7 separate regions of the Mus musculus genome follow, and regions 1, 2, 3, 4, 6 and 7 are each linked to region 5. Evidence: chromatin contacts called from public HiChIP or PLAC-seq data. All regions are on one chromosome and are shown on one strand. The core of a region is the stretch at or near the end of the contact, and the rest is flanking DNA. Distances in the headings are between cores, read along the strand shown. Region 1 holds the start of Cdpf1 (cysteine rich, DPF motif domain containing 1). Region 2 has its middle 34 kb from the start of Lncppara. Region 3 holds the start of 5031439G07Rik (RIKEN cDNA 5031439G07 gene). Region 4 holds the start of Phf21b (PHD finger protein 21B). Region 5 holds the start of Atxn10 (ataxin 10). Region 6 holds the start of Ppara (peroxisome proliferator activated receptor alpha). Region 7 holds the start of Ttc38 (tetratricopeptide repeat domain 38).

Evidence for each region. HiChIP or PLAC-seq counts read pairs in DNA pulled down with a chosen protein or histone mark.
Region 1: a contact with region 5 is called in an H3K27ac HiChIP or PLAC-seq map of embryonic stem cells, with 5 read pairs. The contact joins the promoter of Cdpf1 here to the promoter of Atxn10 in region 5. A contact is called at or near these places in 2 of 39 promoter capture datasets (the HPC-7 cell line and pre-B cells), 1 of 484 Hi-C or Micro-C datasets (CD4 T cells), 5 of 115 datasets of contacts at active chromatin or transcription factors (the SCID.adh cell line, astrocytes, embryonic stem cells and 1 more) and 1 of 9 other capture datasets (adipose tissue).
Region 2: a contact with region 5 is called in an HNF4G HiChIP or PLAC-seq map of pancreatic cancer cells. The contact joins the enhancer-like site here to the promoter of Atxn10 in region 5. A contact is called at or near these places in 2 of 39 promoter capture datasets (liver and second pharyngeal arch cranial neural crest), 1 of 15 datasets of contacts at CTCF or cohesin (the NIH/3T3 cell line), 1 of 484 Hi-C or Micro-C datasets (cortical neurons) and 3 of 115 datasets of contacts at active chromatin or transcription factors (embryonic stem cells, large pre-B cells and pancreatic cancer cells).
Region 3: an HNF4G HiChIP or PLAC-seq map of pancreatic cancer cells shows a contact between it and region 5. The contact joins the promoter of 5031439G07Rik here to the promoter of Atxn10 in region 5. A contact is called at or near these places in 1 of 484 Hi-C or Micro-C datasets (CD4 T cells) and 2 of 115 datasets of contacts at active chromatin or transcription factors (microglia and pancreatic cancer cells).
Region 4: an HNF4G HiChIP or PLAC-seq map of pancreatic cancer cells shows a contact between it and region 5. The contact joins the promoter of Phf21b here to the promoter of Atxn10 in region 5. A contact is called at or near these places in 2 of 484 Hi-C or Micro-C datasets (both in embryonic stem cells) and 2 of 115 datasets of contacts at active chromatin or transcription factors (embryonic stem cells and pancreatic cancer cells).
Region 6: a contact with region 5 is called in an HNF4G HiChIP or PLAC-seq map of pancreatic cancer cells. The contact joins the promoter of Ppara here to the promoter of Atxn10 in region 5. A contact is called at or near these places in 2 of 115 datasets of contacts at active chromatin or transcription factors (embryonic limb bud and pancreatic cancer cells) and 1 of 9 other capture datasets (adipose tissue).
Region 7: an H3K27ac HiChIP or PLAC-seq map of VIP interneurons shows a contact between it and region 5, with 7 times the contacts expected there. The contact joins the promoter of Ttc38 here to the promoter of Atxn10 in region 5. A contact is called at or near these places in 3 of 39 promoter capture datasets (the HPC-7 cell line, cranial neural crest and pre-B cells) and 2 of 115 datasets of contacts at active chromatin or transcription factors (VIP interneurons and pancreatic cancer cells).

Annotation. Positions count from the first base shown.
Region 1 is chr15:85,810,423-85,813,122 of GRCm38.p6, forward strand. Cdpf1 (cysteine rich, DPF motif domain containing 1) reads right to left here and starts at 1,275. Exons shown (of 5, transcript NM_197998.2): 1 at 1,217-1,275; 2 at 480-626.
Region 2 is chr15:85,668,350-85,671,049 of GRCm38.p6, forward strand. No RefSeq gene overlaps it. Among named protein-coding and RNA genes, the nearest start is that of Lncppara, 34 kb to the right of the region's middle. Within about 2 kb of position 1,417, at least 243 of the 459 cell types and tissues checked have an H3K27ac peak or open chromatin away from gene starts, as enhancers often do. A contact at or near this core is called in the NIH/3T3 cell line, cortical neurons, liver and 1 more, where this site is marked.
Region 3 is chr15:84,986,613-84,989,312 of GRCm38.p6, forward strand. 5031439G07Rik (RIKEN cDNA 5031439G07 gene) reads right to left here and starts at 1,359. Exons shown (of 10, transcript NM_001033273.3): 1 at 997-1,359. The coding sequence starts at 1,060. Gm39558 (a long non-coding RNA gene) reads left to right here and starts at 1,423. Exons shown (of 4, transcript XR_875533.1): 1 at 1,423-1,520; 2 at 2,543-2,700.
Region 4 is chr15:84,854,867-84,857,566 of GRCm38.p6, forward strand. Phf21b (PHD finger protein 21B) reads right to left here and starts at 1,263. Exons shown (of 13, transcript NM_001081166.2): 1 at 799-1,263. The coding sequence starts at 852.
Region 5 is chr15:85,334,844-85,337,543 of GRCm38.p6, forward strand. It overlaps Atxn10 (ataxin 10), which reads left to right and starts at 1,412. Exons shown (of 12, transcript NM_016843.4): 1 at 1,412-1,737. The coding sequence starts at 1,622.
Region 6 is chr15:85,734,483-85,737,182 of GRCm38.p6, forward strand. It overlaps Ppara (peroxisome proliferator activated receptor alpha), which reads left to right and starts at 1,294. Exons shown (of 8, transcript NM_011144.6): 1 at 1,294-1,614; 2 at 2,312-2,396.
Region 7 is chr15:85,830,911-85,833,610 of GRCm38.p6, forward strand. It overlaps Ttc38 (tetratricopeptide repeat domain 38), which reads left to right and starts at 1,394. Exons shown (of 14, transcript NM_001033337.4): 1 at 1,394-1,509; 2 at 2,237-2,314. The coding sequence starts at 1,489.

The DNA.
Region 1 (2,700 bases), core at 25-2,524, 480 kb after region 5:
CCTTGTGGTCTCAATCTGAGTTATAAACTGGGGTTTGTTGGTAAGGTGGTAAAGGTAAAGGCAGCATTGTGGACACGTATGCTTGGCTTGTGCTGCTTGGTGCTGAATCAACCCAGTAAGTGAAGTGGGTTTGCCTTTCCTGTTCTTCTGCTACACTGGCTACGCATTTACTTGTGCTTAGGTGTACTGGCCTCTCTGATACTATTTAAGGACAGATTCACGTGCCTCCTGCCGCCTCCCTTCACTGGACGCAAGAATCTGCTCTTGCCATAGAGCATACTTTCCTGCCCTACCAAAGTTAGTCTGAAACTTTGGTCCCCTTGAAAGATCCAGGCAGATGAATTTATACAGCAATCACAGCCTTTCCCAGGTCAGTTTACAGGAAAGTTATAAAGACTTCAGTTCTGTCCTTCGTCTTACCCATCAGCACCCAGGGCATGCTGGAAAAAAGCCCACGGTGGGTGTTTCTATTGGCTCACCAGGAGGTTGGGGTGGGGAGGTGTATCCTAGTCCACTTGATAAGGCTGCATTCTTAACTGTTTGATGGCACTTCTATATTCAAGGCCTTGGAGGCCCCGCCTCTCCGTAAATTGCTGGGTCAGTGGTCTGATGGCAACAGCAGCTGTCTGATGAGTTCGAGAAAACGCGATTCTTGGATTTGTATCGAGCTGTATCGGAATTCCTACTAGCCTTTCAAAGTTCCCATCCCCAGCTCCAGCCCCAGCTGCGCGCCCGCCTCTAACCCTTTGCGTCCTACAGAACCGAGCTTTGGAGCCAGAAAGGAGCATATGTGCGCCTTGGAAACTGACAGATGTCCCGACTGACGTCTAAAACGGAAATTCTATTTTGGGTGTGCGCGAACCTAGCTAGTGGTATCTTAATTCGCACGTCACAGGCCCTCGCCGAGGCTGCTGGGCGCGCTGCCCTTGCAGCAGGTGACAGTCAGGAGACAGTCCCAGGATAGTGGGACTCCGCCAGAGCCTCCTCCTCCCGCTCTGAGTCTCCCCAGGTCAACAGGGCTCCGCCTGGCGACCATATACACCACGGTCCGAGCCACCCGCGCACAGCCCTCCCCGTGCTGGGTGTCTAACGCCTCCCCCACCCCCACCCCTCGGCTTCCAGAGGCACCGAGGACAGATCCAGCGAGCCGGAACACAGAGGGGACATTTCCAGCTAGCCACGCGCGTTCCTGCAGCACACTGCCCCGCAAACTCACCACCTCCCCTCCGGGACCCCCAGAGCGCCTGCGTGGCCCGCCCACAGTACTAGTTCCGCCTCACTGCGCCTGCGCGGCTCCGCCCTAGCTCCTCTGAGGCTCCGCCCTCGATCCATGGCATTTGTGCAGCCCAATCTCATCACCCGCTGAAGCTCCGCCACACTACCGGTTTCCCCCGGTTTGCCTCATGGCGCCTAAGCAACTCCACTCTGTCCCAGCCTCCTTAAGCAAGAAAAGCCAAAAGAGCGTCCTTGCCGGGGTAGAGCTTTACTGTCGCTTCCGTTTCCGCTGCTAGCTTATAGTGATTGTGGGTCGCGGCTGGAGAGCTCTCTGGGCTTCAGAAAAAAAAAACATATTCTACCTAAATCTTGCCTGGTGCACCAATGAATGTACTGGGGTTATTTTCTGGGAGAAGGGACTCAGGCAACTGCAACGTTGAAAAGTCTACCCAGTGGGAGTGATGGCCTACGAGCTGTCTCTGGGACTTTGCACGATTTGGAAGTAGTTCCACCTATCTCCTGCAGCAGTTGCTCACGGTTTTGGGAAAGGGGCTTTATGGATATTCTTAACTTAGTTAAGTTTAGTGAGCTTTCTGATTCTTGTACGTCCTGATCTGCCTCCAGGAGGGAATGTTTCCATCTACAAGAAAAGCCTATATAACACTTAACTTCTTCTTGTGACTCTTATTTACCCCTCCTGGCTAATGTTCCCTGAACCTTGGAAGGAGTTACATAGAAATCTAATTCTTTTCTTACATTCTGGCTGGGCATTGGACCACTATGCCATGGGGGTAGGCATTGGTTCACAGTTATTTAACTGGTTTTGAGTCTCCTCAGTAACTACCACAGTTTGTCAAGATGAAATTTCCTCCACACCTGAGGCAGATAGCAGCAGTAATCTATGGGTAAGAAATACAAGTATTTAGAAGGAATGTCTGTTCATTTAACAAAACAATTACAGTACTGTCCCCACTGGAGCCTATGACCACCAGCCACAAGTTTTTGCACAGGTTTATAAGGCCAAACATAGGTTCCCTCCTGTGAAGCCTCAAATCCAACCAGAAAGTGTTGTCAACATCAGTACTGGCTTACCACTATTGCACCAGGAGACATACTTTGCCTGGCACAGTGACATAATAGAATCCATAACTAAGTAGGATCCTTGGCAATAATTCTCCCTCAGCAGCCTGGACTCCCTCAGCAGTTTTAGCCTGACTTCTCCATATCCTGCAATATATAAGTATTTTCATTTAATTTTGGCATGCAGACAACAATAGTGGAAATTGCCTTTCTAGTTTCTGGGACTTAAAGGGTTTTCTTAGCTAGCAACTCATAGGGACATAGCCTGCCTTTAACGGTGTGGGCTTTCTTTTCTTTTCTTCTTTCTTTCTTTCTTTCTTTCTTTCTTTCTTTCTCTCTCTCTTTCTCTCTTTCTTCCTTCCTTTCTCTCTTCCTTTCTTTTAGATTTGTTTGTTTGTTATATGA
Region 2 (2,700 bases), core at 167-2,666, 330 kb after region 5:
GGGAGTCAGCTAATAAAAAGGTTAGCACCCCCGCGTGATTACACAATGATTTCAGGTGAAAATTACAAAGCTAATATCCTGGCATTTAGTCGTGGAGCTCAGTAATGATACACTTGTCAAGTCTATTTGTACCAGTGGGGGACAAAACTTGTAAGCGGCATAAAGGAAGATAAATCTCTTTTTATTTGTTGCCTTTAAAAAAATTCAATGTTTTAATCCGTCATTTAATCACAAAACATATATCACATTACCTATAATATTTATGGTGTTTAGGAAGGGTGATTAGAAATTGATTATTATAGTGCAGTGTCTGGATGCAGCTTTTATTTTTTTCCCCTCACGAGCATATCTCAAAGGTATGCAACCGTTTTAGACTTTGCACTTGAGAGCAGTTTTGTGGGAGAATAAGCACCATATATTTGTGTTTAGAATCCCCATTTGGTCATTCCTGAGCTTGCTCATTATTTTGGGAAAACCAGATTTGGCGTTTAGAAGGGCCTGGTGCTTGGAATACCAGTATCTCTGCAGTTAAGCTCAGTCCTAGAGCTTCTGTTCTTCTAGGGCCTCACTAGACCACAAGACTTCTTTAGTGTTTTCTGGCCTCACGGTTGAGGTTACCCCCTCCCCACCCCACCCCCCAGCCCCTACTGTGGCTACAGCAGAAGAGACTTGCTAGGGATCTGTGTGGTATCAGGAGACTGCCTAGCACAGGATCACCCTTTGCCACACTTCCTGATCGAGGCTGGGAACTCTCACAGTAAGGAGAATTGTAAAGGACCATACAGTGCCAGAAAAGATAGGTTTCACCAGCCCTGTGGCGAAGACTCGGCAGAGCCACTCTGGTATAACACTGAAGAGCCCCTGCCCTTCTGCCCCTGAGACTCTAGCCCTAGGACCTGGGTCCACAATACACTCTTCCACAGAAAAGAATGAAGCTCACTAGATGTGACTGTCTTCAGCTACTGGCAGTTGTAGAAAATGAAAGTTGATCAGGGCAGGATGTGTCCTGGATTTTTTCCCCCTCCCCCTAAACTGTATGTTCTGGGGTTGCCTGCACTGAAGTGGTGTGGCTGTTGTACAGGCCAGGGTCATGGTGGTCTACAGTACTTAGACTTTAACAGGTTTCTAGTAGTTAAAGGCCCTGACGGAGCCAGCAAGCCCAGGCTACCTTTATCTAGTATGTTCAGGTTCTCCCTCGTGGCAGTCCAATACAACGTGGAATGAAGTTTCCTGGGAAGCGGGACACACGAGGAACTTTTGAATTTACCAATGGCATAAAAAAATTATATTTTTTATTACAACGAGCAAGTTTCAATTGGTTGACAGAAATGGCGAGATATGACGTCAAAGGACACTGGTTAGAATGCCAAGGCCAGTGGGGAGGAGGAGGGGGGAGACAGGCACAGAGATTGTGGGATGGGCCCTGGAGGCCTTGTTCTCTCTGGCCCTGGTCGTCAACGGGCTATCATACACCTCCAGAACCAGCCAGGTCCAAGTGGCTGTGATCCAGAGCATGTCTGGACAGGAGGAGGGAATCCAAGTCTAGGGACCCTGTGTTCACATGTGTCTCTGAGAGCCTGAGGCCCAGGCTGGCCTGTGTTTGGAAAACGCTTGTGCGCGCCAGTGAAGCGATCTGAAAGACGCTGCGGCCTCCTTGGCATTCTAACCAATAACCAGGTCCTGGAGCCCAGCCGTCCCATTCCCCCTTTTAGGGGCCCGGGGTGGCCTGGAGCCAGCAGTGTCGCTGAAGGGCTGAGAGCAAAGCCATGGCCTTGAACTACCCTCGCAGCTCCCGTGCCCCAGTCCTAATAGCAGGAAGTTGTTTCCAGCGGGAAAGGAGCGAGCCTGGAGGTGGGCACCAGCTCTGGGCAACATGCCTCCGCGAATCCCATGCCTTCCCAGGCACCTTGCACGGCCCCTTTGCATGCTCAGTTCTGTGCATTACTTCCCATACCCATTCGAGAGGTTGTGTGCTCTCCCTGCCGTACCCCGCTGGGCACCGCGCCCCTTGCTCCGTTGGACTGGCTGGGTCGCCCATGCGCGCGCCCTTCCTGCGGGAAGCCACTGCCACTATCGGGCCCACAACGTTGTCTCAGTACGCTATCTAGAGCTCCGTGACCCTGGCGGCTGTCCTCTGCGCGTACCAGGCTGCGGGCGGGCAGAGGGGGATCCTGTAGACCGAGGGTCCCAATCGGCCCCGAGCGTGCACGCGCGTCCCGGTACTGCCCGCAATCATGGCAGCCAGAGCCTTGGAGCGCAGCCGCGGAGCGCGCCCGGGCAGCCGCCTCCGTGCCAAGGCGGCGCGGGTGGCGCGGGCAGCGCGGGCAGGGGACGCGCTCCTGCTCAGCCCTCCCCGCTGCGTTGGCCCCGGGGCTCTACCGGTGGGTCTCCGCGGTGCGGTGCCCAGTGGGGTGGGCGCGCGAAGGCGACGGGCGGGGCCGCGGGGCGGGCGCGCGCAAGCGGGGAGCGCCCGGGGCGGCGTGCCTGCGGGGGCGCGCACGCGGAGCTGCGGGGCCAGGCGCGGGGCCGGGGCGGCGAATCCGCAGCTCCCGCCGCCCTCCCAGCCCAAGCGCGCCCGTCTGGGTGGGGGCCGCCCGGGAGGGGCGGCGCCCGGACGCACGGGCCCGCAGCGGGCACAGCGGCCTCGTTGGTATTCCGGGCGCGTTCGCAACCCTGACCTCCCCGCGGAGCAGGGGTGCC
Region 3 (2,700 bases), core at 109-2,608, 350 kb before region 5:
TTCAAAAAAAAAAAAAAAAAAAGAATTGAAATTCACTTCTGCTTTTCACAGAGCCTCCCGGGCGTGGCCTACCAAGGGACCCTGAGTTCCAGGTGTTACCCTCTCCCTCTGCTACTGTGGTCCTACCAGGGTACCAGGGTACACTTCCACTTTGGAGCACTGACAGGATCTAGAAGGCTGTTACTTCCCTCAAAGAGAACTCAAGCCCTGACAGGGAGGTGGGGGTGAGGGGACACAACATAGAATGAAGTCATTCCTTACATGAAGAAGGGAGGGGTCTTTTTTTTTTTTTTTAGAGAAAATGACAAGCCCAAGATTATAGGGGAGGGGGTTTCTGCCACATGGTTCTGGGCAAATGTATCAGTTATGCATTACCTCACATCCAAGACGACCCCACCCACACCTCCCAGGCCCTTTCAAACAATGAGACACCCCCACCCCACCCAGCAGCTGAATGACTCCTTAGACCAGAATCACACCCGGAGAGGCTGTAGCAAATCCCTGATTCCAGTGCTAAGTAGGTGGGTCAAGGGGCAGAGGCCCAACAGGTCCCTTGTAGAGCTAATGGACAAGAGGACCTTTAGGTGCAGAAAGACAAAGGCTACAGCAATCAAGAGCCGCGGTCTTCCATGTGGGCTGGGGAATGTGGTCAGGGCACACTGCCTTGAACTCTGAACTCAAGGGCCTCCCAAAATCTCACGCCCACACTCCCTGCAGCAGCAGTGGGGCCCCCAGATCTTCCAGGAGAAGGAAGAAGAGTTAAGGAACCACGAAGAGGAAGAAGGAGCTGGGACAGATATCCTGGCGGTCAGAGGAAGATAGGGACGCGGAGACACAAGGATCGGGGTTCTGTGGTACCAAAAAGACACTGAGACTTGGGGTCCCGAAAGACAGAGCCCAGGGCGGTGGGGATGCACGGAGGGCAAGGAGCACAGGGGGACTAGCGGAGGTGGACTCGCGCGGACACTCACGCGCGCGCCCGTCCCCGTCACTCACCCAGGCCGCAGACCTCACGGCGCAGGCTAAGGCGTCCGCGCTCCTCGGCTATGGCGCGCAGCATGTGCTGCAACGAGCGCTCCTCCGCTTCGCTGCTGTCCACGGACTCCCGGGAGGCGGCCGGCCCAGCCCGGAGCCCCGCGGGCGCGGACGCCGAGGCACAGGCCCTGCCCGGCGGCCGCGCGGAGGCCATGCCGGGCCCCGGCTCATCGCCCGCGCCGCGCCCGCGGGGGCCACCGACACGCCCCGCCGCCCGTGCCCCGCTGCCGCCCGCCGCGAGCACCAGTGAAGCCACAATCCGCTTTTGTGTGCGTCGCCGCCGCCGCCGTCGCCACCGCCGACCTCGGAGCACAGCGGAGCACTGCGATCCTCAGCTCCGCCACCGCCCGCCCGCGCGCGCTCGACACCGCCCAGGCCCCACCCCCGACGCGGGCCCGCCCCCAAACCCGCCCTTTCCCCGCCCCCGACACGCAAAGGCCCTGCCTCATACTCCTAAAACTCCGCCCAGATCTCTGGGCAAGGCGGTGAGTCGTCCCTGGTCCTGGCCCCGCCTACTTCCTTGCGACCAGCTGCTGCCAACTTCAAAAGCCCATCGCGTCCTCGCTCCAACCTGTCGCGTGACGTTCTCGTCATCTCATTCCCACACCTTCCTTGGCCTGCTGACCTTCCCTGCTGCCCGTGTTCCCCAACCCTGAGTCCACTTTCTCCCGCCCCCCGCCCCCCCTCCAGTAGAGTCACGCCTCTGAGCCGCCCCCTCTGCGCCTCACTGATTTTGCGCTTTGTCACCGCCCTGTGCATTCCCTGAAGCCTCCAGCACACCAGCTCTGCTTATTTCTGTCTGAACCTTCCAAGTAGGTTCTGCTAAAAACTTGCTTCACAAAACTCAACAAGAAGTTACCACCTCCTTTCGGAGGTCTCCTGGGACGCCTCAGTTTCCTCTGCTGAACACTTAGGAAAAGGGGTCAGAGAGTTGCTTCCTGTCTTAGCTCCTGTGCTGACTAGAGGCCAGAGGTGGATCAGATCAGCTTGCATGTGATCCTAATTAAAGGCCAAGGTCCAGCTGGGCATCCATCCCTGTGCTAAAAGAGGAAGATGCAGGGAGCAGCCGCCAGAAGCCACGTTCTGAACTCACTCGGTGGTCCTTTCCCAGGACCAGGGTAGGTGACCATGCACTGCTGGTCTCAGCCAGTTACATTTCCAGTGTCAAATTCTCACAATCATGCTAAGCATAAAGTTCTGTCTGCCCCGACTCTTCTTCACCCTGTCTGGGATACCCTTCTCCTAGTCTCCTGTCTCCTTTGGATCCCAGTGTCCTCCAATACATTTCCTCAAAAACAAACAAACTATATCTTGCCTGCCTCCTGTTCTATTATTCCTAGGCACAGCATCCTTACCACTCCCCTGACATCACACTGCATAGCTGTAGGAGGCGTCTCAGAAAACCAGCCCCTTTCCCTTGGGCTTCCCAGTCCTCAGAATGGTTTAAGCCTCCCGTCTGTGACATTGCACCATGGCAGCTCTAACTAAGACACTGTGTATTCCTCAGGCCTGGCTTCTGACAACTGTATTCCCAGCGCCCAATAAATGCAGGCTGTGTGATGGAGACTGGAGAGAGGCCTGCTGAGGAAGATTGTCTCTAAGGAAGGTGGGGTGGGACCACAAGGTGTGGAAACCACTCCAGAGCAGGAAATTGGCAGCTTTGGC
Region 4 (2,700 bases), core at 13-2,512, 480 kb before region 5:
GCCCCGAGCCCCGCATCCCCACCACCCACTGCCTGGCGGACCAAGCCGACCCCAACGCGCCCCAACTTTCCGGGACCGCTTTCCTCACACGGGCCACCGTGCAATGTCGCGCGAAGCAGCTTACCTGTGGCTGCCGCCTCATTGGGGCAGCTCCCGGGGCGGGGCGGGGGCCGAGGCCACCCGGCGGCGCGCCCCGAGCCGTGCAAGTTTGCAGGCCGGGGTGCGGGTGCGAGTGAGTGTAAGAGTGTGTGCCGGGGGAGGGGGGACGAACAAAGAGCCAAGTAAACACGGCGAGTCCGTGTCGAGCAAAGCTCATAAATATTCAAGTCGCGTCCTAATCTCCCCAACACACACACGCGCACGCCGCAATATCACTCGGGCACCGGCCGCCTCTCGCCGGAGTCACAATCGCCAAACTACTTTTGCTAACAGTGAGGGTCGGTGCCGGGCTGGGCCCGGAGCAGGAGGCTAGGAGCTGGCCGGTCCATGCACCCTGTTCCCTGGGCAGCTCTAGGAGGGTCCCCTTTCCGGTCGCCCGAGTTGTGCAAACGGGGCAGTGGCAGAGAAGACGCCACGCTGGGGTCCCACGAACCCTGGATCTGCAAACAGTGCTGGATCGCACGGAAGCGAGGGGGAGAGGGAGAACTAAGGGTTCCATCCCAGCCCCGGGACATGTTCCAGGAAGGGGCCTGCTTCCAGCACCCCTGAGACCAAGAGTTAGATACGGAGCTTCGATCCCTCTCGCCTCCACTCCCCGGGCCACTAAGGCTCCCCGGTCCAGTATCCGGGACTACCTACCTGGTGGCGCGCGAGTTCCACCGCGAGCGCCTCGGACCGGCTTTGCAGCTCCATCGCCGCAACTTGGGCAGCACTTTGCGCTCACTTTGGCCGGAGCTCGCAGGAAGTTGTGCGGCTCGGCGGGAACCAGACCGGGAGAGCTCGGATCCGGTGTCCCGGGCACAGAGAGACACGAGTTCCCTCCTGCAGCGCCGATAGGAAAGGAGGCTGACGAGAGGGAAGAAAGGCGAGCTGGCGCCCAACTCTTCCGGCTGCCGCTAAGTTGCGCCGGGTGCCCGGGCTGCCTGCGCCGCCCGGCGCATGGCCCCCAGGCGCCGGGAGCCCCGCGCAGCCCCCCAGCGCGCGCCCTGTCGCCGCCCGCGCCAGCTGACCGCCGGCAGGGACTATATTTCCTCCGGCGCGCGCGCCTGGATCTCGCTGGGGCCGCGGCAAAGTTGTGCCTCGGCACGATGCTAATTCGGCAGTGCCCGGATGGAGCGGGCCGGGGCGGCAGGAGGCGGTGCCGGGAACCCGCTGCCCGCCCCGCCCCGCCCCGCCCGGCCCGCGCGTGCGCATTGCGTTCGGCCCAGCGACCAGGCTCAGGAAACAAAAGTGGCGGCTGAGCGGAGCGCAAAGTCGCGGCTCTGAGATCTGGGCGCCCGAGCGATCTCCTCGGTGCGCAGCCGAGAGCACGGGGAGCAGGGAATGCTTTCACAGTCCCACTCCCGGAGCGACAATTCCCGCAGCAAACTGAGATGCCACCCTCCTGCTTCTTGCACCTCCTCCCTCCTCCGCTTCCCCTTCTCGCCTCGCTCTCCGGTTTTATTTAAATCACCCGGTCCTCTCCCGCAGCGCCTAGCACTGAGACTGGGGAACTAAATCAGTCCTGTCGCCGGAGTCCCAGCGCCTAATGGCCGCTGTGGTATTTAAATAGTATGAAAACTGATCTCTTGATTGGTCCTTTAATGATTTTTTTTACACTCACAATTAAACTCTCAACAGATGTCCCTAGACTTTTTTTTTTCCAGACAGTTGTTAAAAATCGTAAACACGACAGGTCAGTGTGACATAAAGCAATCATAACTACAGCTGCGGAGATGACATTTCAGAATTCCCAGTCCCGGGGCCGGGGTCAACGTCTCAGAGATTACTGCGGCGGAGTTTCCTGTCCTCATCAATTAATGTCGGGGCTTTGTGCCCTGCTGGGCGCTAGCACACTAGTGTGTTTCAAAGAGGCCAGGGAAAGGGGGGCCTCTGTGTCAGAGTAACCGTGAATTGATAGAGACTCATAACTAACTCTTTCCGTGGGTCACAAGAAAAGGAGGAAGGAAGGAAAGAAAAGAAAACTCAGGCACACCAGTCAGAAATGTCTCTTCAATGGATGCCAACAGTCTACATATTTCCTTTACCCCTCAGGAGAAATCTCTCTCTCTCTCTCTCTCTCTCTCTCACACACACACACACACACACACACCAGAACACCAGTGTTGTTAGAGCCATATACAGTATTGGTCACAGTCGACAAAGATGACAACGATCTAACTGGCTGACTAAACTGGTTCCTCCCACTTCTGGGTTAGACTCAAGTCAAGACAATGTCTCCCACTCCCCATTTTTTCTTTCAACCCCCCCCCCCATTTTGTAGTTAGAGGTGCAGAGGATCCAGGGGCTGGAGCATACTAGGCAAGCCTCTGTTACAGGAGCCATGCTCAAAGCTCCACTCATGTCTTTTGCTGGGGAGGACAGCAGCCTAGGTGAAGACTGGTGTTTGGAGGACCAGGAGGGGCATGTGCTGGCCAAGAGACTCCCTCCTGTGATTTCTGTAAATGTCATTGGCTTTTGGCAAAAACTCAGGGTTATCTTTCTGGCCATGTGGTCCTTTCATCAACAGGGTAGACTTTCTGGCTTTCCTTGGCTAGTACA
Region 5 (2,700 bases), core at 162-2,661:
CCTGGCTGCCTGTGGAATAGAGTTTCCTTCTGGCTGCCTGTGGATCAAGATGTAGAATTCTCAGCTCTTCCAGCGCCATGTCTGCCCGCAGGCTGCCATGCTTCCTGCCATGCTGATAATGGACTGAACCTCTGAAACTGTGTGAATTAATCCCAAATAAATAATTTCTTTGTAAGAGTTGCCTTGGTCATGGTGTCTCTTCACAGTAATAAAAATCTAGGATACCTACATACACATGTTGGGAAATAAACTCAGGTCTCCTGGAAGATAGAGTACTCTTAATGTCTGAGCAAGCTCTTCAGCCCCAATATGGGGATATTCCTGATAAGCACCCACTCTCTTCCCCGGGTCCCCTATAGTATTAATTGACAAGGTTCTAGAATCACCAGAGACAACCCTCTGGGCATGTTTGTGAAGAACTGTCTAGATGAGGTTAGTGTGTGGAAATCTGCCCCCAGTGTGGGTGATAGCATTCCATGGTCTAGATTAAAAAAAAAAAAAGTCAAAGCCAGCTGTCTGTTTTCTGGCTTAATAGATGCAATGTGACAAGCTGCCTAAAGCCCTGTGTCACAAGTCCCCACCACGTGGGCCTGTACTCTCAACCTGTGAGCCAAAAGAAACCTATCCTTTGTAAAATTGCTTCTATCACATATTTTGATATTGCAACAAGAAAGGAATACACCTCTTAGGGAGGTACTTCTTCTCAGCCTTCTCTCTGTGGGAAGCCTCCTTCCTGGAGTCTTGGGAAAGACTTCTTTCCCAAGGGGGCATTTTTGATCAGCGTCCCCTTCCCATGAGGAGCCTCTATCCAAGGTCTTCCTCCATGGCTTGAGGTATCCAGCATCTTTTCCCTATGTGGGAATCTCCGATTCAGGTCTCCCTCAGTGGAACACCTCAACCTCGCATTCCCTCCCCTGGAGTCTCCATTTCAGGTTTTCCTGCAATAGAACTGGTTGGCCTAGCAACACATGCCCTGAGGGTAAGTCTCCTCTGCAGGTCCCCTCCCATGGTGACACCTCTGGCCTGTATCCCTGCTCTTCCTCTCAGGGGCCTCCTTTCCAGGTCTCCTTAGGGACAACATCCATTATTCTGGGGGCGCTGCTTCGGCCTGGTATCTCTTCCCCAGAGGGAAACCTCTGCATGAGTGGACCCCCACCAATGGTGGCCCTTGCTCATGGAAAGCATCTGTCCCTGATAAGACACTCATTCTCTAGGACACTCTACAGGCCACCCCCCCCCCCCCACCCCGACCCCTTCATCTCAGTATTCTGTCCTCTGACGGGGTCTTTACTCCACGTCTCCCCACCGTGGGGACCGAAGACCTCCCCCATCCCACCCTACGCAGGAGCAGGACTTCCGCTGCGCCCCCTCCCCTCAGGCGGGACTTCCGCCCCGCCCCCTCCCCCTCCCCCTGCCGCGTCGCCTTGTCCTCTTCGCCTGAGGCAAGCCAGCTAGTCTCGCGCTCTCTGCCTTGCAGCACCACGGGATCTGGGTGACGCGGGCTGCGGAAGCCAGAGCCGTGCAGACCGCGTCTCCATCTCCTCGCCTGTCGTCTGTCTCCCCCACTTCTCTTCGCTCTGCTCTCCGCCTGGTCAGGCTCGGCCCCAGAGCGAGTGGCAAGATGGCGGCGCCCAGGATGCCACCCTCCCGGCTGTCGGGCATCATGGTGCCCGCACCCATCCAGGACCTGGAGGCCTTGCGCGCGCTCACGGCGCTCTTCAAGGAGCAGCGTAACCGGTAACTGCGCGGGGGCTGCCACCTAGGAAGGAGGAAGAGGAACCATGGAGGGCTCTGGGCTGGGCTGGGCTTGACTGGGCTGGGCTGGGCAGCGGCGAGCGAGGCGGGGCGGCGGGCTCCATCAGCTCGGCCCACGCTCAGGTTGTGGCTCTGTGGCGCTCGCCTAGGCCTGCTCTGGGACGAGGGTTTGGCCAGGCTCTAAGAGGGGCAGACGATGGCGACACTGGTCCCCAAGCCGGCGGCGGGGAAGCTGTTGGTTCGGCTCCTCTGGCGGGGCCCTGAGGGCGGTGGCCAGGGAAGGGAGGCGTGTTCGGGCTCGCTTCTCCCTCTGGGTTAGAGGGCGTTCTGTCCAGGAGCCTGCAGAGCTGGCCTGGCTTCGTGACATCTGCTCAGCATCGCCTCTAACCCTTCTGTTTCTAGCCTTACAAAATGGGAGCTGTGGTGCGTTGTTTTCAGTGCTGAGATGAAATAAACGTGTTTAAACAGAAGTGTGCGAGGCTGTCAGTTCCTGATGGATTTTTGTGGTATGGTTTGCGCTGCAGTTTCCTTGTCTGTTTAATGGAAACAAGGTTCGCTGGGACCTCCTTGGTTGAGTTGACAGTGAGGGTTTAATGAGACGATGCGTGTTACATCCTTAGGCCATGCCTGACACTTAGTACTAAACACCATTGGTGTTTTCTCTTAACAGTAATGGTCTCCCCTGGACCAAGTCTTGGGAGAGGACCCGGAGCCCTTGGTCTCTCCTGTAGAGAGATAACAAGCAGGCCTAGAGTGTGGACAAAGGGCAGAGAACGCGGTGGGGGTGGGGGTGGGGGAAGCACGTAGGCTCAGTGGTCACAGGAACGTTTTCTAAAAATAGGTAGCCGCCAGACATGTCACGTGGCTCAGCCCTGCAGTTCCAGCATTCAGGAAGCAGAGGCAGGTGGATCTCTTGAGTTTGAGGCTGGACCAGTCAGCATTGTG
Region 6 (2,700 bases), core at 44-2,543, 400 kb after region 5:
GGAGATGTGCGCTGAAAGTTTCCTTTCCCTAGTAGGCTCTCCTGGGCGCTCATCGCCACAAATAGCATAGTGGCAGGCCCAGCGTGAGGACAGACAGGAGGGCTGGCATAGCACACATTTCGTTCCCAAAGGAGCGGCGTCCTGGGGCGTTGGCACCTCGGGGGGCATGTGCATTCCGTGACTGAAGATCCAAGGACGACACAAGCAAAGCGGCTGCTCTGGGTCGCAGCCTGCTCCCAGTTGCAGCCTCCCGCCTGCGCTGTCAGTTGGCAGAGCCCCAGTGCCTGAGCTGGACACAGTCAGCCCCTCAACCCCTGAAGCGTATGCAGAGGGGCCACAGCCCGGGGCGGGGCAGAGGCGGAGGGTGGGTCAGAGCGGCCGCGCCTCCCTGCGACCGTCCTCGATGCCCTTCAGCCTCTGCCTTCCCCGCCCGCCACACCCACCCTGGCACCTTGGCCACCTGTTGCCGCGTGCCCCAGCTCGCTCTTCCTTTCTCCCCATTTCTCATCCTGGGACTCTAAAGATCAGATTCCGCCTGTCCGTCCACCTCCCCACGAACTCCCGGGACTCGGGGAACAAGCTGTGCGATCTAGACCAGCTCAACGAGGGCACCCGGAGGAAAGCTCAACCCAGACCCGCAGCCTTGAACTTCAGTCCTGGCCGGTGCGCGGGGCTGGGAGCAGGAGGGAGTGCGCGCCAAGGCGCACCCTTCCCACCGACTGTTCTCCCCCGTCGGGTGACCTTGGGCAGTCCCTTCACCTAACCCGCCTCAGTTTACCAACGGATGCCCGGGCCCCGAGGCACTAAATGGGCATCGAGGAGAGCTGCCCCGGGCCTCTTAGGCCCCGCCCTCCCCCGCAGCAGCCAATCAGACACTGCCGTCCAGGGGGTGTGTCTCGCCCTGAGCCGGGGCCCGGGCCTAGGGGGCGGAGTTTCCGGGGCGGTCACCTCGCCGCGGGACCCCGCAGGGGACGTCCGAGGGGCGGCGCGTGTCGTGGGGGCGCGGCTGGCACGGGCGCGCGTAGGCGGTGCCGGGCCGGGGCCCCGGACGCTACGGTCCCACGACAGGGGTGACGGGGGCGGAGGCAGCCGCTTACGCCCCTCCTGGCGCCTCCTCCTGGGCGCGCTTGGCCCTGCGGACCCGCAGGCGGAGTGCAGCCTCAGGTGCCCAGGGGCTGGAGGGCACGCGCGAGGGCGGGGAGCCAGGCGTCCCCTGTCCCGGGACAGTGAGGTGGGTGGACAGGGAGGGGAGGGGCTCGGTGGCGCATGCGCGCGGACTAGGGGCGCGGGTCTGGAGACCCACAGCCACTGGAGAGGGCACACGCTAGGAAGGGCACACGCGTGCGAGTTTTCAGGGCCCGCGGAACTGTCCGCCACTTCGAGTCCCCTGGAGCGCCGTGCGCCGGCTCCGAACATTGGTGTTCGCAGCTGTTTTGGGGGCTGGAGGGTTCGTGGAGTCCTGGAACTGGAGCGACGCTGGGTCCTCTGGTTGTCCCCTGGAGGGGAGGGCACACGGGCGGGGACATCGGGGCGCTCCCTTCTCACGGCGTGGTGCATTTGGGCGTATCTCACCGGGAGGCGTTTCCTGAGACCCTCGGGGAACTTAGAGGAGAGGTAACTGGAGGCTCCCTGACAGACTGATTCTGGGGTCACAGCCTAGGCTTTGCTGGGGACCTGAGAAACGCTGCCGGTGGGTTTGAGTCAACAGCAGCGGACCCTCTTTGAACACTAGTTTCCTCATTGCTCCTGATCGTAGTGGGGCGATGTTGGCCCCAACAGTAGGGTAGAGACGATGCCAAAGTTACCCTATGTCTCTGCCCTCCAGAGGCCAGTGCCACAGCGGGTCCTGTGTGGGGCCAGCTTTAGTCTCCTCTGTGCAGTGGCTGCGCGGCTGGCCTGATATGGGTAAAGGGAGCCGGGAGTGCCCGTGTGCTAGTCCGGAGGGTGACTCTGCCCCAATATCCACTCCAACTAGCCTGAAATAACTGCACCTCTCCTTTTCCCAAACTTTTTTTTTTTTAATTTAAAGGAGAGAATGTTCAGATACTAAAGAAAATCTACGGTGGTATATAATGTCTTTGGGGGCACTCTGCCACTGGGGTGCTCACGGGCCCCCAACCCCAACCTACTCCCTTCCTCTAAGGAAAGCAGAAAGGCTCCTTGGGGGAGGAGCACGGAACTTTCTTGGGCGACCCTGGGACACTGTAGTGGTTGCAGGCAACAGGGTCACAGTGACTTTCCCAAGGTGGTGGAGAGTTGGGGGAGATCCAGAGAACATATTGTAACCGGTTCCTTCTTTAACGTTCTACAGCCAAGTTGAAGTTCAAGGCCCTGCCTTCCCTGTGAACTGACGTTTGTGGCTGGTCAAGTTCGGGAACAAGACGTTGTCATCACAGGTAAAGAGGATTAATGGACGGCTTCCAGACTGGAATATTGTAAACGCTGTCTTTGGTTGCACTTCAGACTAGCAACAGGGCTTGGATAGTGGTTATTTTGTGGTGGAATAGTAAATGTCTTTTCAGGGCTCAGGAAGCCAGGTAAATGGGTAGTCCATGTTTCAGTTCTGGGAAAGTGCGTTTGCTTCATGGGAACCGCATTTCTTTATGGCAGGCTGCGTCGGCGTAGTTTAAAAAGGTGGTATTGCGTTAGAAATGGTGTTACTTGACTGGCTTATAAACTGGCTCATAAGACCGTCTCTTG
Region 7 (2,700 bases), core at 144-2,643, 500 kb after region 5:
GGGTTTTTTGTTGTTGTTGTTTTGTTTTGTTTTGTTTTCGAGACAGGGTTTCTCTGTATAGCCCTGGCTGTCCTGGAACTCACTCTGTAGACCAGGCTGGACTCAGAAATCCACCTGCCTCTGTCTCCCAAGTGCTAGGATTAAAGGCATGCACCACCATGCCCAGCCAAACTCATTTTACAGTCAAATATCTTGTTACCCCAAAAGACAATCCTACTAGCACTGACTGTTACCACTCATCCTCTCCAACCCTGGCCTCCAGCCGCCTGCCTTCTGTCTCTATGGTTCTGGTATTCTGGATGTTTAACATATACCTGATGATGGTGATGATGGTGGTGGTGGTGATGATGAAGAGGAGGAGGAGGATGTGTGTGTATTCTTTTGTGTCCGATTTCTTTTCTTTTTTTTTTTTTTTCTTTTTTTGAGACAGGGTTTCTCTGTGTAGCTCTGGCTGTCTTGGAACTCACTCTTAGACCAGGCTGGACTCAGAAATCCACCTGCCTCTACCTCCCAGTGCTAGGATTAAAGGCGTGCGCCACCACTGCCCGGCTTGTGTCTGATTTCTTTCACTTAGCGATAGCATTATGAATTTTCCAGCCTCTCCACCCTCACTGCCCAGCTGACTCCCACAAAATGTCTGGAAGCTCCTACAGAGAGGAAGGGGAGAGGGAGACTGTCCCAGGGCAGCAGAGAGTTTTGAGTGAAGCTTGTCAATGGCTTAGCCAAAAATTGAGCAGCGAGTGCCTGAGGCTGGGCAAGTGGAGGAAAGCTTCCTAGAACTTTCCAGTGACAGCCAGGCCTGGTGGGAGGGACAGGTCTGTAATGCTGACAGCTCGAGGCAAGCAGATTGAAAGTTCAAGACCTGCTTCGGCCACAAAGCTGATCTAAGATTGGCCTGAGCAATTAAGTGGGATCCTAATTCAAAACGGGGATGGGGGACGGGGGATGGGGTACAGCTCTTGACTAGATGCACGAGGCTCCAAGATTGGCCCAGAACTCCCATGCCTCCCTCTGGCCCAGTGAAGGAGACTGGGAGAGGCTGGACAGCAAGCACCCATGCCATCAGATGAGCAAGAAAGATCCTGGAATTTAAACCTAAGCTGGGCACCTCTACCCACGTGGGGTTCAGGAGTAGAGGCTGCAGCTGCCAGGCTAGTTTTGAGCACCTCACCTGGGAAATGCGACCGGTTATACCCTCCCATTCTCTTTACCCCCACCCATTCCTCCTCCCCTTCCTCCCACACCCACACCTACACCCACACCTCCCACATCCACCAGGGAACCTGTGGGTCGGAGAGATCTGACCCTGAGATGAGCTGCGCATGTGCGTCCCAAGCCACCAATGAGAGATCCGGATAGCGCGGCCGCCCTCGCTTCGCCCCGCTCCGCCCCCTTCCGCAATCAATAACACCCTCACTTCCCCAGACCCTCTCAGAGACTCCAAAAGCTTTGACCGGTGCTGTCACTCTGCAGACCAAAGCTATAATCATGTCACTGCGAGACTGCCAGGTACGCGCACCGGTTCGGCTGGGTCCTCCTCGGTCCGGGAGTTGACCCAGCGCCGAGCTGTTGAGATCAAACCTATAGGTCACCCGGAGTCAGGCAGGGAACCTGGACCTGAGCTCGCTGTGCATAGGCAGCCCAGGGTGGACTCCAAAGTGGTTCCCAGTCAAGTGCACCGGTGGAAGCTTGTGAACTGGGTTTGAATGCAGGAAACGGTTCATTGAAGCCACCCATTTGGGGGGCCCGGGTTTTGAACCCATTTTTTAGACCAGGAAGATGCTTGCCCCAGCCACCTGATTTCCAAGTCTTGGGGAAGTGCAGCCTTTTGCTTGCCAGGACTTAAGGGCATGTCCCACGCCCAAGGGTGATCCGGGCACTGTGCACCCTGACGGCTGTCAGGTCACCGAGGGCAGGCAGCCTTAGTAATCTGAAGGTTTTGCAACTGCAGGTTGCAATGGGAGAGGAGATGCTAGGCGTTGGCAGGTAGTACACCCCTTACTAGGCCTGTGACAAGCCAGACATCCTTCAAGTTACACATTTGAACTCTGACCTCCTCCACCAGGGGCCAGGCTTCCTACCGTTCCTGGTAATGACCCTCCTATTTGCTGTCTGCCTTCTGGCTGACCCTTGAACTCACCTCATTGGACCCTCTAAGGTATTTTACAGAGTAGTAAAACCAAGAGTTTGGGGGCCTCAGCCGAGGAAAACCTGGTGTCCCTTTCCTGTTGTGTAGGCGTGGAAGAATGCTGGGCTCCCACTCTCAACCACAAGCAATGAAGCCTGCAAGCTGTTCGATGCCACCTTGACTCAGGTATGCAGGCCCAAGAGACTCAGGGCCCCTTCTTGAACGGTTCTGAGGGGGGCTTTTGATTGGTGAATGGTCTGTAAACCCCACTGCAGAGAAGAGCTGACCTCTGCCACAGAGGTCCAACAATATGGGAAGCATCTCTGCCAGTCCCAGCTGCCTTGTCCCTAAGGTTCCCAGTTCAAGGGTGGACAGCAATGGATGCCCCAAGGGGGCCTGGAAATGTTGAGCTGCCACAAAGGCATGAGGTGTTCTGAAGCTTTTACCATGTTAGCTGGACCGGGGCTTCCCAGCCGTTCCCAGTCATTGCTACACTAGTGAAGTATTCTATAGTAAAAAGACTTGGGCACTTACAGGAGAGGGGCCAGGGTCTCAGCCGCTTTCTTACCAGA